Linked DNA regions of Mus musculus: all the other regions are linked to region 2. Evidence: chromatin contacts called from public HiChIP or PLAC-seq data. All regions are on one chromosome and are shown on one strand. The core of a region is the stretch at or near the end of the contact, and the rest is flanking DNA. Distances in the headings are between cores, read along the strand shown. Region 1 holds the start of Kif23 (kinesin family member 23). Region 2 overlaps Anp32a (acidic (leucine-rich) nuclear phosphoprotein 32 family, member A). Region 3 overlaps Itga11 (integrin alpha 11).

Evidence for each region. HiChIP or PLAC-seq counts read pairs in DNA pulled down with a chosen protein or histone mark.
Region 1: a contact with region 2 is called in a FOXA1 HiChIP or PLAC-seq map of pancreatic cancer cells. The contact joins the promoter of Kif23 here to the enhancer-like site in region 2. A contact is called at or near these places in 1 of 39 promoter capture datasets (neural stem cells), 4 of 115 datasets of contacts at active chromatin or transcription factors (embryonic stem cells, extraembryonic endoderm stem cells, fetal liver and 1 more) and 1 of 9 other capture datasets (adipose tissue).
Region 3: a contact with region 2 is called in a FOXA1 HiChIP or PLAC-seq map of pancreatic cancer cells. The contact joins two enhancer-like sites. A contact is called at or near these places in 1 of 484 Hi-C or Micro-C datasets (the G1E-ER4 cell line) and 3 of 115 datasets of contacts at active chromatin or transcription factors (astrocytes, embryonic stem cells and pancreatic cancer cells).

What each region holds. Positions count from the first base shown.
Region 1 is chr9:61,945,216-61,948,141 of GRCm38.p6, forward strand. It overlaps Kif23 (kinesin family member 23), which reads right to left and starts at 1,584. Exons shown (of 23, transcript NM_024245.4): 1 at 1,397-1,584; 2 at 135-204. The coding sequence starts at 1,407.
Region 2 is chr9:62,363,374-62,366,429 of GRCm38.p6, forward strand. All of the region lies in intron 1 of Anp32a (acidic (leucine-rich) nuclear phosphoprotein 32 family, member A), which reads left to right. Among named protein-coding and RNA genes, the nearest start is that of Gm40522, 16 kb to the right of the region's middle. Within about 2 kb of position 1,653, at least 82 of the 459 cell types and tissues checked have an H3K27ac peak or open chromatin away from gene starts, as enhancers often do. A contact at or near this core is called in neural stem cells and pancreatic cancer cells, where this site is marked.
Region 3 is chr9:62,775,955-62,779,196 of GRCm38.p6, forward strand. It overlaps Itga11 (integrin alpha 11), which reads left to right. Exons shown (of 30, transcript NM_176922.5): 27 at 659-769; 28 at 900-995. Among named protein-coding and RNA genes, the nearest start is that of Fem1b, 34 kb to the right of the region's middle. Within about 2 kb of position 1,702, at least 45 of the 459 cell types and tissues checked have an H3K27ac peak or open chromatin away from gene starts, as enhancers often do. A contact at or near this core is called in pancreatic cancer cells, where this site is marked.

The DNA.
Region 1 (2,926 bases), core at 334-2,833, 420 kb before region 2:
GTGCATCGGTTTAACTGCGTGCTCTTTAACCCGACTTTCATATTGCTTTCCTCCCCTTTCAAGCACACACATACAAGAAGTGGACTAAAGAAAGAAAATACACACACACACACACACACACACACACACCTTACCCCCACTGGATCTTTAAGGTTTGTCTGAGATCCTTTTTTTATTACAGGTTTTCTGACCGTCTTAGCCTTCCTGGTTAAAAAGAGAAAAAAAAGCCATAAATTCAACACTAACATAGAAGACATCACAAATTCTAACAATGAACTTCCTAAGGCTTAAAAAAATCATTTCCCAGCAATCTCAAATACCGCACAGCAAATAACATGTATATAAACAATAAACTGTACTCGAGAAATGTGGTATATGTAATTTAACTCATTAAAATTTCAATTGGGAAAATACACTTTTGATACCATTAGTACTCAGTGGAACTTTTGTTTGTATTTTTTTTAAGTGTTGGAGTGCAAATTCAGAGATTTGCTCATGCTATGTAGGAAGATTAGATTATTCACAATGCTGAAATGTCTTGCTATTTTAAGTAAACAATATAAAAAATTATTTTATTTCAACATTCTCTATCATTTAACTTTTTTTTCCTTTCTCGTTTATAGGCTACAAGAATATTTAACACAAATTAAACCAAAAGACTCGTTTAGACTGTAGATTATTAAAGTACTTTTCTCAATAGAGTCACACGTAAACTAGAAGCAAACCAGAGTCCAGCGATATACTAGGGTAGGTATCCTTAAGTAAATATAAAGACTGACGTTTCCTCATTTTAAAAAGTTCCGTTTTTTTTTTTTTTCGTGTGTGTGCGTGTGAAAGTAACGATTTCTAAAGCCAGCCCTCCTTCGCAGTAAAAGTGTAACCAGGATGTGGCTCTCCTGAAGAGTCTAGGAATACTGAGGAATGTGGGCGTGGGAGATAGAGTAGGCGTGTGGGATGGCCTGGGGACAAAGATAGCGCAAGGTGGCGGAGCTGCAGAAGGACCCTGACCTCAAGGCTAGAACTAGGGAAGGGATGCCGACGGAGCTGTGGAGGCTCAACTCCCCCAAAGTGCCAGCGCGCACCCCGGCTGCGCGCCGCCCGGGGTCCCCAGACCTGCCACCTGCGCAGCGGGCGGGGAGGAAGGAAGCTGGGGAGGGATGGGCAGCCCAAAGGATGGCAACCCGAGGAGGTGGTGGCAGACAGCCCCGGATTCGGAGGCAGCCTTCGCGGGCTCAGAGGACTGGGAGGGCGCCGGCACACCAGGGTCGCCAGCCACCAGAACTCTGCAGTGCGGAGCTTCGGCCTACACTGTACTACGGACTCAGCTCCCGGGCAGTCCCCAGTCTCAGCGTGAGGAGGGCGGCGACCCCCACGCAGTCCTCCCACCAGTACTCACGCTGACTTCATGACCGCAGGCTCCGTGCTATCCTGACGCGCGCGCGGGACGTCGGGCTCCGACAGGAGCAAGGCTGGCGGGAACTAAGCCGAGCAAACCACGGCCGCGGGGACCAGGACTCAATCTGAGGAGAGCCCGGCGGCGACGCTGCAAGCCCAAGTGTGCGCCCGCCCGGCGCATTTCAAACAGGCCAATCAGCGGCCGCCTGCGGCGAAGGGGCGGGGCCTCGGGGAGCGCTGGCACGGCCAGCAGGGGCGCTCGTCTCCTTGGCAACCCAAGGGCGCCAGCCGGAGGCTGAGGAGGGCAGCGCTGGAGAAAAACCTGAGAGGGGAAATCCCGGCCCTTCCGCCCTTCCGTTCTGACGCAGAAGCTGAGATCTCCCAGTCTTTGTCCTGAGAACCTCTAAGGAAGTAAAGCCTTGGTCGGGCATGTTCTAATTTCAGGCTGGCCGCTGGCTACCACATCATCTTATTCATTTTATTGTATTTATATTTTATTTTTACCTTTACTTTTAGTTCTACGTTTACATTTTATCTTACTTTTGATATTTATTTTGAGACGAGAGTATCTTGTATCCCAGGCTGGCCTCACACTTACAGTGAGGACCCCAGAATGATCTTGAAGACTATACCAACTTGGCAGACAACCTGTTGTAAGTTCCTTTCTCTGGATTCTCCAGTTCTCTCTCTCTCTCTCTCTCTCTCTCTCTCTCTCTCTCTGTGTGTGTGTGTGTGTGTGTGTGTGTGTGTGTGTGTGTGTGTGTTTCATGGTGCTAGTGATCAAACCTAGAGCCTCACAATGTTAGGCAAAGGTGATACCACTAAGCCACACATCCTTAACCTTCAAATTCTTGATTTTGATGTTTCCTGGATATACAGAGATGCATAAAATCTACCCACTGCCCTTGTGCAACCACCGTTTACCCTTTGCCTTCTACAAGTTGATTCTTTCTCATTTAATCCCAGCCCCCATGCTGACGATTCCCCAGGGATGTAGCCACACCTGCGTTCTGTGACTCAAGCTCCACTTAGAACTTCCTTTAGGGCCAGCACTGATAAGGATAGCCAGTTTAATATCCATAGTTAATGTCCATATTACTGGACATTAGTCTTTCCAATATTTACTGTTGCAAACTGCTTCGATGAATAAACCTGAAAATGCATCCATGGATAAATTTCCAGAAGCAGATAGAAAGCTACCAGGCTTTGCCACCATCACTTTCCAAAACCGATCCATTTGACTGCACTCTCACCTATAAGTCACAGGTCTGGGAGAGCCCTAGGGTGGGTCATCGCCCTTTGCTTGAGACCCTCAGTGGGGCCCTGAGGCTAGTCTTCCTGTTCAGTTGCGTCACCTCTCACCTGTCCCAAGCCCAACGCTCATGCGTGGAACGTTTCTGCCCCCACACTCGAGTCTCTCTGCTGTCTCTCAGCCTTCCTTTCCTCGGAGAATGCCTCACCTTCTCTGGATCCCAGAGCCCCTGCCGCCCCTCACTGCACCGTTGATTTCAGCATCACCCCACGCGGTGCC
Region 2 (3,056 bases), core at 403-2,902:
AGGAGTTCGCCTCAGCAGTTAACAGCGCTTGCTTGCTGCTCTTGTCGAAGACCCCGGTTTGGTTCCCAGAATCTACTTGTGGCTCACTGGCGTTTGTAACACCAGTTTCAAAATATCTGATAACTGTCCCCTGTGAGCATGCACACAGTACAAGGCATGCAGGCAAAGCACTCATAACACATTTTTTAAATCTTTTTTAAAAATTAAAGATAAGAGGAACGCAAAGGCTGGGGGCAGAAGCTAGGTATCCTTTTGAGCAAGCCTGGCCAGCACCGAGCCTTTCCAGTGAGTGGAAGCGTCCCTAGCACCGAATACTCCTGCAAGGAAAGCACAGGCGAAATCACCCGACCGCGCGGGGAAGAGTGGGGAGGAGCCAGGGACAAGAGCGAGTCGCAGGGCTGGCGGGCTGGTGCAGTCTCAGCCTGCCCTGCCAGCTGGACCTATGAGCCAGCCTGATCTTCCTCGGCCCGCCCTCCTGCCTCTAAGTAATGAGGATGGCATCACCGTTGCCCGCGCCACGTGCTCCCCCGCCGCCTGCCTGCAGAGCTGCTTTGTACGTAGCAGCAAAAATCCGAGGCCCGGAGAGGCTTTCAATTCTCGGGGAGGGTTTTGTTTGTTTTTAAAGCGAAGAAGGCTCTTGCCCCTGGCTAAGACTACGGAAGATCCTGAGAGGCGTTGAAACCCCCAAGCCCTGGCAGCCACAAGGCTGCAGGAACTTGGGAGGATGGTGGATGGGCCGTGGGTTCTCTTACTTTTGGGGATGGCGGTGGGGGGCAGATTCTGACCTAGGACAGGAGGCGTGTTGTGGCAGAAAAGAAAAATTAAAATTAATCACCCGGGCCAGAGTTCTCTGCCCAGCCGCCCATCTTCCGCCCCCCCCCCCCCCCCCCGTCCTCTGCCGAACATCAATCTCTCTGGCCCACTTCACCCCATACTGTGGGCCACATTTTAAAAATTGAAGTAATAAGAGGGCTGGAGAGATGGCTCAGCAGTTAAGAGCACTTGGGGCACGTGCAGAGGACTTGGATTCTGTTCTCTGGACTCAGATCCGGCCCCTCACAGCCCCCTGTAATTCCTCCAAGAGATTGCCCTCTGCAGGCTCCCCTACACAAGTGGCATTCTCTCACAGAGACACATAAATGAAACTTTTAAGTTTTTTTTTTTTAAATCTATAGATGGGATTCTATGTGTAGTGTTTATTTTCACCAAGTGTGCCTACAGGCAAACAGTTTGTGTGTGCTCTGAGTAAAGTAGGTTTTGTTTGTTTGCTTGCTTTTTGTTTTATTTGTATTAATGTGGCTGTGTAATTAATGCGTATGCATGTGCCTGGGGAGACTAGAGAGAGTGCAGAATCAATCCACTCCCCTCCCCAGCTGGAGCTACAGGCAATTGTGAGCCTCTGACCCTGGTGCTGGGTACCAAACTCAGTCAAGAGCTGCAAGTGGCTTGCCTGCTGAGCCATCTCTCCAGCTCCTAAAATGTATCCCTTTCAGTGGGTTATGATCAGAAAACACTGACCTCTGTTCAGTAAGATCTCGGTAACTTTCAAAACATCCAGCCTTTCCCCCCAGAGCTGTGTCCCTTCCCACACAGGTCGGTAAGTAGATTTTACCGTTAAAACAAACGCAAGTGTCCGTTTATTAGCTCTGCCTCAAACCTCAGTGACTCACACAGCGTGGCCTTCTAGCTAGGAATGGGATCTGCAGCAGGGGGTGGCCCATTTAAAAGCTGACCTAGTTAAAATCCAGGAGCACCAAAAAACACTGGGTCAATCTGATTTGAGTCTTCTGTTCGAAGCCTGGAACCTGGAACCTAAATTGGTCAGGGACTGACAAGGTTGAAACCAAACCACATATATTTATCCAATTCTTGTTCAGTAAAGGAAGCGCAAATCATGTCTGGAGGTTGGGGGTAGAAAACCAGGCAAAGCAAGATGTAGAGGTTGAACCCAGAGGGTTTGTTTTAAATGCTCTCCACGGCTCCAGAGCAGGGTGGGAGGCTTGGGGTGTTGGGCTCAGAGCCTGTGGCAGGAAGGCATGGAGGACTGGGCCTGGTTAGGAGCCTTCATTCCCTGCTACCATCTTCAGTGTGGACACCATCAGTAGAGCCAGTGGTAAAGGGGATGGTGGGTAGCTTTTTTTTCTTCAAGCTGGCAAAATTCTAGGCTAGACTTCTTATTGTGTAATCCGGCCCTGGGTCGTTGGCACTAGAATTCTGAGAGGAAACTGGAAGCCCAGAGAGGTGAGAAGGGCGAGAGACCAGTGGTTCCCCACTCTTCTTAACTGATTGCAACCATACAATTTTTTGTTGCTACTTCATAACTGTAACTTTGCTATAGTCACAATGTAAATATCTGTGTTTTCTGCTGGTCTTAGGCAGACCCCTGTGAAAGAGTTGTTTAACCCCAGAGAGGTGGAGACCTACAGGTTAGGAACAGCTGGGCTAGAGAGAGGAACTTGGACTAGAGCCAGGTCTGTTTGGCTAGAGTCCGCCTTCTGCCCATCCTGAGTTGCCATAGAAGTTCTGAAAAAGTAAGGGGCGGCTCTTAAAGTGTCCTTTCCCCCTGGGTCATTATTTTTTTTAGAAGGCCTGTCGTAGACCCAAGATGTCCATTCTAATCAGAGCCAGCGCCACAGCCATGTGACCTACACACATAGTTGGCTGTCACTGTCTTAGAATTCTATGTGAGGCTTTGTTTTGTGTTTTGTTTTGAGATGAGTTTCACATAGCCCAGGCTGGTCTCAAACTCAGTGTATAACTGGGGATGGTATTGAACTTGTCATCCATCTTCTACCAAGTTTATGTAGTATTGGAAAAATCAAACAAGAGACTAGTACAGGCTAGGAAAGCATATGCTATCTACCAGGTAAATTTCCAGCAAGGGGCCCACCATCTCATTTTGCACTGGGCTATAGTTACATAGCCATTCCTGATCAAGACAGCGCCTCTCTCTTCCCGGTCTCCGGGTACCTCTTATCTCCCCTCGTGGCCTTTCAGGGCTGTTTACCAGCCAGCTGTGGATTTCCAGCCTGCCACCAGCTCTCTCTCTCTCTCTC
Region 3 (3,242 bases), core at 452-2,951, 410 kb after region 2:
GACTACCTCAAAAATAATTTTACCTTAATAAAGTTCAGATGCTCCAAGATGAAGATTTATGCACTTTTCCATCTGTCTCTGCCACTTTTTCCAAACACTCCAAAACAAGTTGTTTTTCCTGACATGTTACCCTGGCTCTGGCCACCAGGGCAGTAGAAACAGAATTGATGGCAGGTGTGTGTGTGTGTGTGAGAGAGAGAGGTTGGAATTGTCTTGATCCTGAATATGACACTTGCTCTGGGTATGTGCATGTGTGTACACATGATTGATTGATTGATTGATTGGGACACTCTCCGGAAGTTTGATTGCCTGCAATACTTTTCTCTATCTATTGTGACTTACTGCACTGTCATTTAGTTATCGTTTAGCTTGTTTATATGGTGATTTCCAAGTCCTCAGTGTTGAGTGGAGGTTCTGATCCTGGGACACTGGTCGTTATACACAACTTCAAATCTGGCCTCCTTGCTTTGTATTCTCGGTGTCCCTCGTGTCCCCACATACCTCTATCCTTGTCCCAGCCATCTGCTTCCCAGATGGTCCAGCCTCGGGTCGGCTTCCCTTTCCCAGTTGGTCCAGCCTCAGGCCTGTCTGATGGCCCAAGCTCACATTCTAGGCCACTGGCCTCCAGCCCCCGCCCATCCCGACAACTCTCTTCCAGAATCACAGCAACTCCGACGTGGTCTCCATCATCTGCAACCTGAGGCTGGCCCCCAGCCAGGAGACCAGCTTCTACCTGGTGGGAAACCTGTGGCTGACATCTCTGAAAGCAGTAAGTTAGACCCTCAGCAGGACTGGAAGGAAGGGAGGAGGTGGCTGTGGGGGGAGTCTCCAACCTGGGGCTGCCTGAGAGGGAACAGAGGCTCCCAGAGCCGGCTCTGAAGAAGGCCCTGGTCTTACAGCTCAAGTACAGGTCTCTGAAGATCACAGTCAACGCCGCCTTGCAGAGGCAGTTCCACAGCCCCTTCATCTTCCGAGAGGAAGACCCTAGCCGCCAGGTGAGCTCCAGGGAGTCCAAAACCGGGAGGGGGGGAATGGGGGGGGACGACAGGTGTAGCATTCAGGAAATGCTAGGATGTAATCCTAGCATTCAGGAAATGAAGACAAATCCTTGGTCTTTTTCACTAGCTAGCCTAGCTCCAGGTCAGTGAAAGACTATCAAAAGAAAAAAAAAAAAAGCACTCGTGCAAACACACACACATACATATACACACCACACACACACACACACACGCAGAGCAGACTGGCAAGAGACCAGACTCAAGCATTGGCGTGGTACCTCAGCGTGCTAGGCTCTGTGCTGTGGGAAAAAATAAAGAGACGCCTGTGTGTCTCACAGAGTTTCACACAGAGGATACTGAGACCACACACCCACACCCATGAACCTAAAGGGTGGCTCCCTGATTGGCTGCCCCACAGTGAAGTTGTCTTGGGCTTGCTGGTGGAGCCTGAACTTGCATCCCTCCCTTGCCTAGAGACTCAGCTCTAAAGGAGTGCAAGCAGCAATGGGTGTGGTAAGGGTGAGGGCAGGATTTAGAGGGCTCCGTGCTGGGCTCTTTTTTAACTAGACAAAACCACATAGGCCAGCATTACCTTGACTTCCAGACAGAGAAAAAGAGGTGAGGCTTTGAGAGATAGCTACTGTCCTAAACAAGTCGGGTCTTAGAGAACAATTAGGGCTTGTGTAAACGGGGCAGCTGGGAGTAGGGCTTTGCTGCCCCCTACTGTTCATATCTCAGAAGTGCTGGTTGAGCTGTAGGCTCTGGCCACTCACCTATACACCTCAGGAGATGCTGGGTTAAACAAACAGGCATAAAGGAGAAGAGGGGAAAAAGGCAGGCTTGGCAAAGGGACACCATCAGGCTGTTTCGGTAATTGCACCCTTCCAGGCATAGAACATCACGGGTCAAGGCCCAGAAGCAGTTCTCAGGGATTCTCCTAAGAACTGTGGTAACTGAGGGTTAGCCCCACATCCTGGTGGTCTGTCCCACCCTGGGGCCCCAGCCTAAGCCTTGAATCTCCTGACACCTCTGCCCCTCTGAGGGAAAGGGCACCAGCTACCTCCTTTCAACCATGTGTTTCTTCATTCTGCATGGGATGGGGGTCCATCCCTTTCCCCAGCCCCCAGCCTGGGCGGCAGATTCATAAGCAGTTGAACACAGTAGTAACCAAGCATGGGAGAAGTCAGGAAGTGCGGCCATGCTGAGGGAAGCAGATGGACAGAGTGGCCAGGGAGCCGTTTCTGGAGATGGCCCTGGGTAGTAATTCTTCAAAGATGTGTCAAGTGTCAGGAAGCCCCTCCCCCGTTAACCATCCCTCCCCCCCCCCCATGAGTATCTCTGTTTTGTTTAGTTTTCTAGTTTTTGAGACAGGGTTTCTGTATAGCCTTGGCTGTCCCAGAACTCACTCTGTAGACCAGGATGGTCTCAAACTCAGGGATCCTCCTGCCTCTGTCTCCCCAGTGCTGGGAATAAAGGCATGCGCCACCACCACCACCTGGTTATCTCTTAGGTGAACTTTCTTCCTAGCCCAAGATGCCCTCAAAAAAAAAAAAATCCTATTGTACTGAGCGTGTCACTTGTAGTAGGTTATATAGTGCCCAGCATGGCTAGGTCAGTGGGCAAGGAAGGCAGCACAAAGGCCCACCCAGCCTTTGGGGATGAAGCAGAAACCATGGAAGGGTTGAGCCCTGTGCACACGCAAGCAGACCCACCGCACACCTCGAAGGCTTAACCCCTGCCTCTGTCTCAGAGGGAAAGCTGAGACTGTGTGAGGTGAGGCCTGAGTAGTGACCTGCCCAGAGTTGCCTAGGGAGTAATGTGAATGGTCCACCACCCAGCTAGCTGCTGTGGCTGTTTCTGCCTCACTCCATGCTCTGGAGACAGAGCAGGGGGCCAAGCTGAGAAGCCCCACTCAACTCAGGCCACCCCTGGCAGTGTTCTGTTTTGTTTTCTGGCTTCTTTCCCAGAAAGAAATCCGCACTCAAGAGTGAAATTCAGATGGAGTGAACACAGTTTGCTCAGTTGAGTTCCACACAGGGAGGTTGGGGAGCACGTGTAGGTATCTGGGGGAGTCGGTCACTCAAGGGCAGAGAGAACAGCCCCGTGGTAGCACGGAAAGCGGGAGCAGAGTGAGGGGCAGCGGATGCGGTCAGCAAGGCGAGAAGGACCACTGCCCTCCAAATGCCATGAGAAGATGTGATGTTCTGAGCAGGGACCGCCGCTCTGTCATCCGAGGGAAAGTGT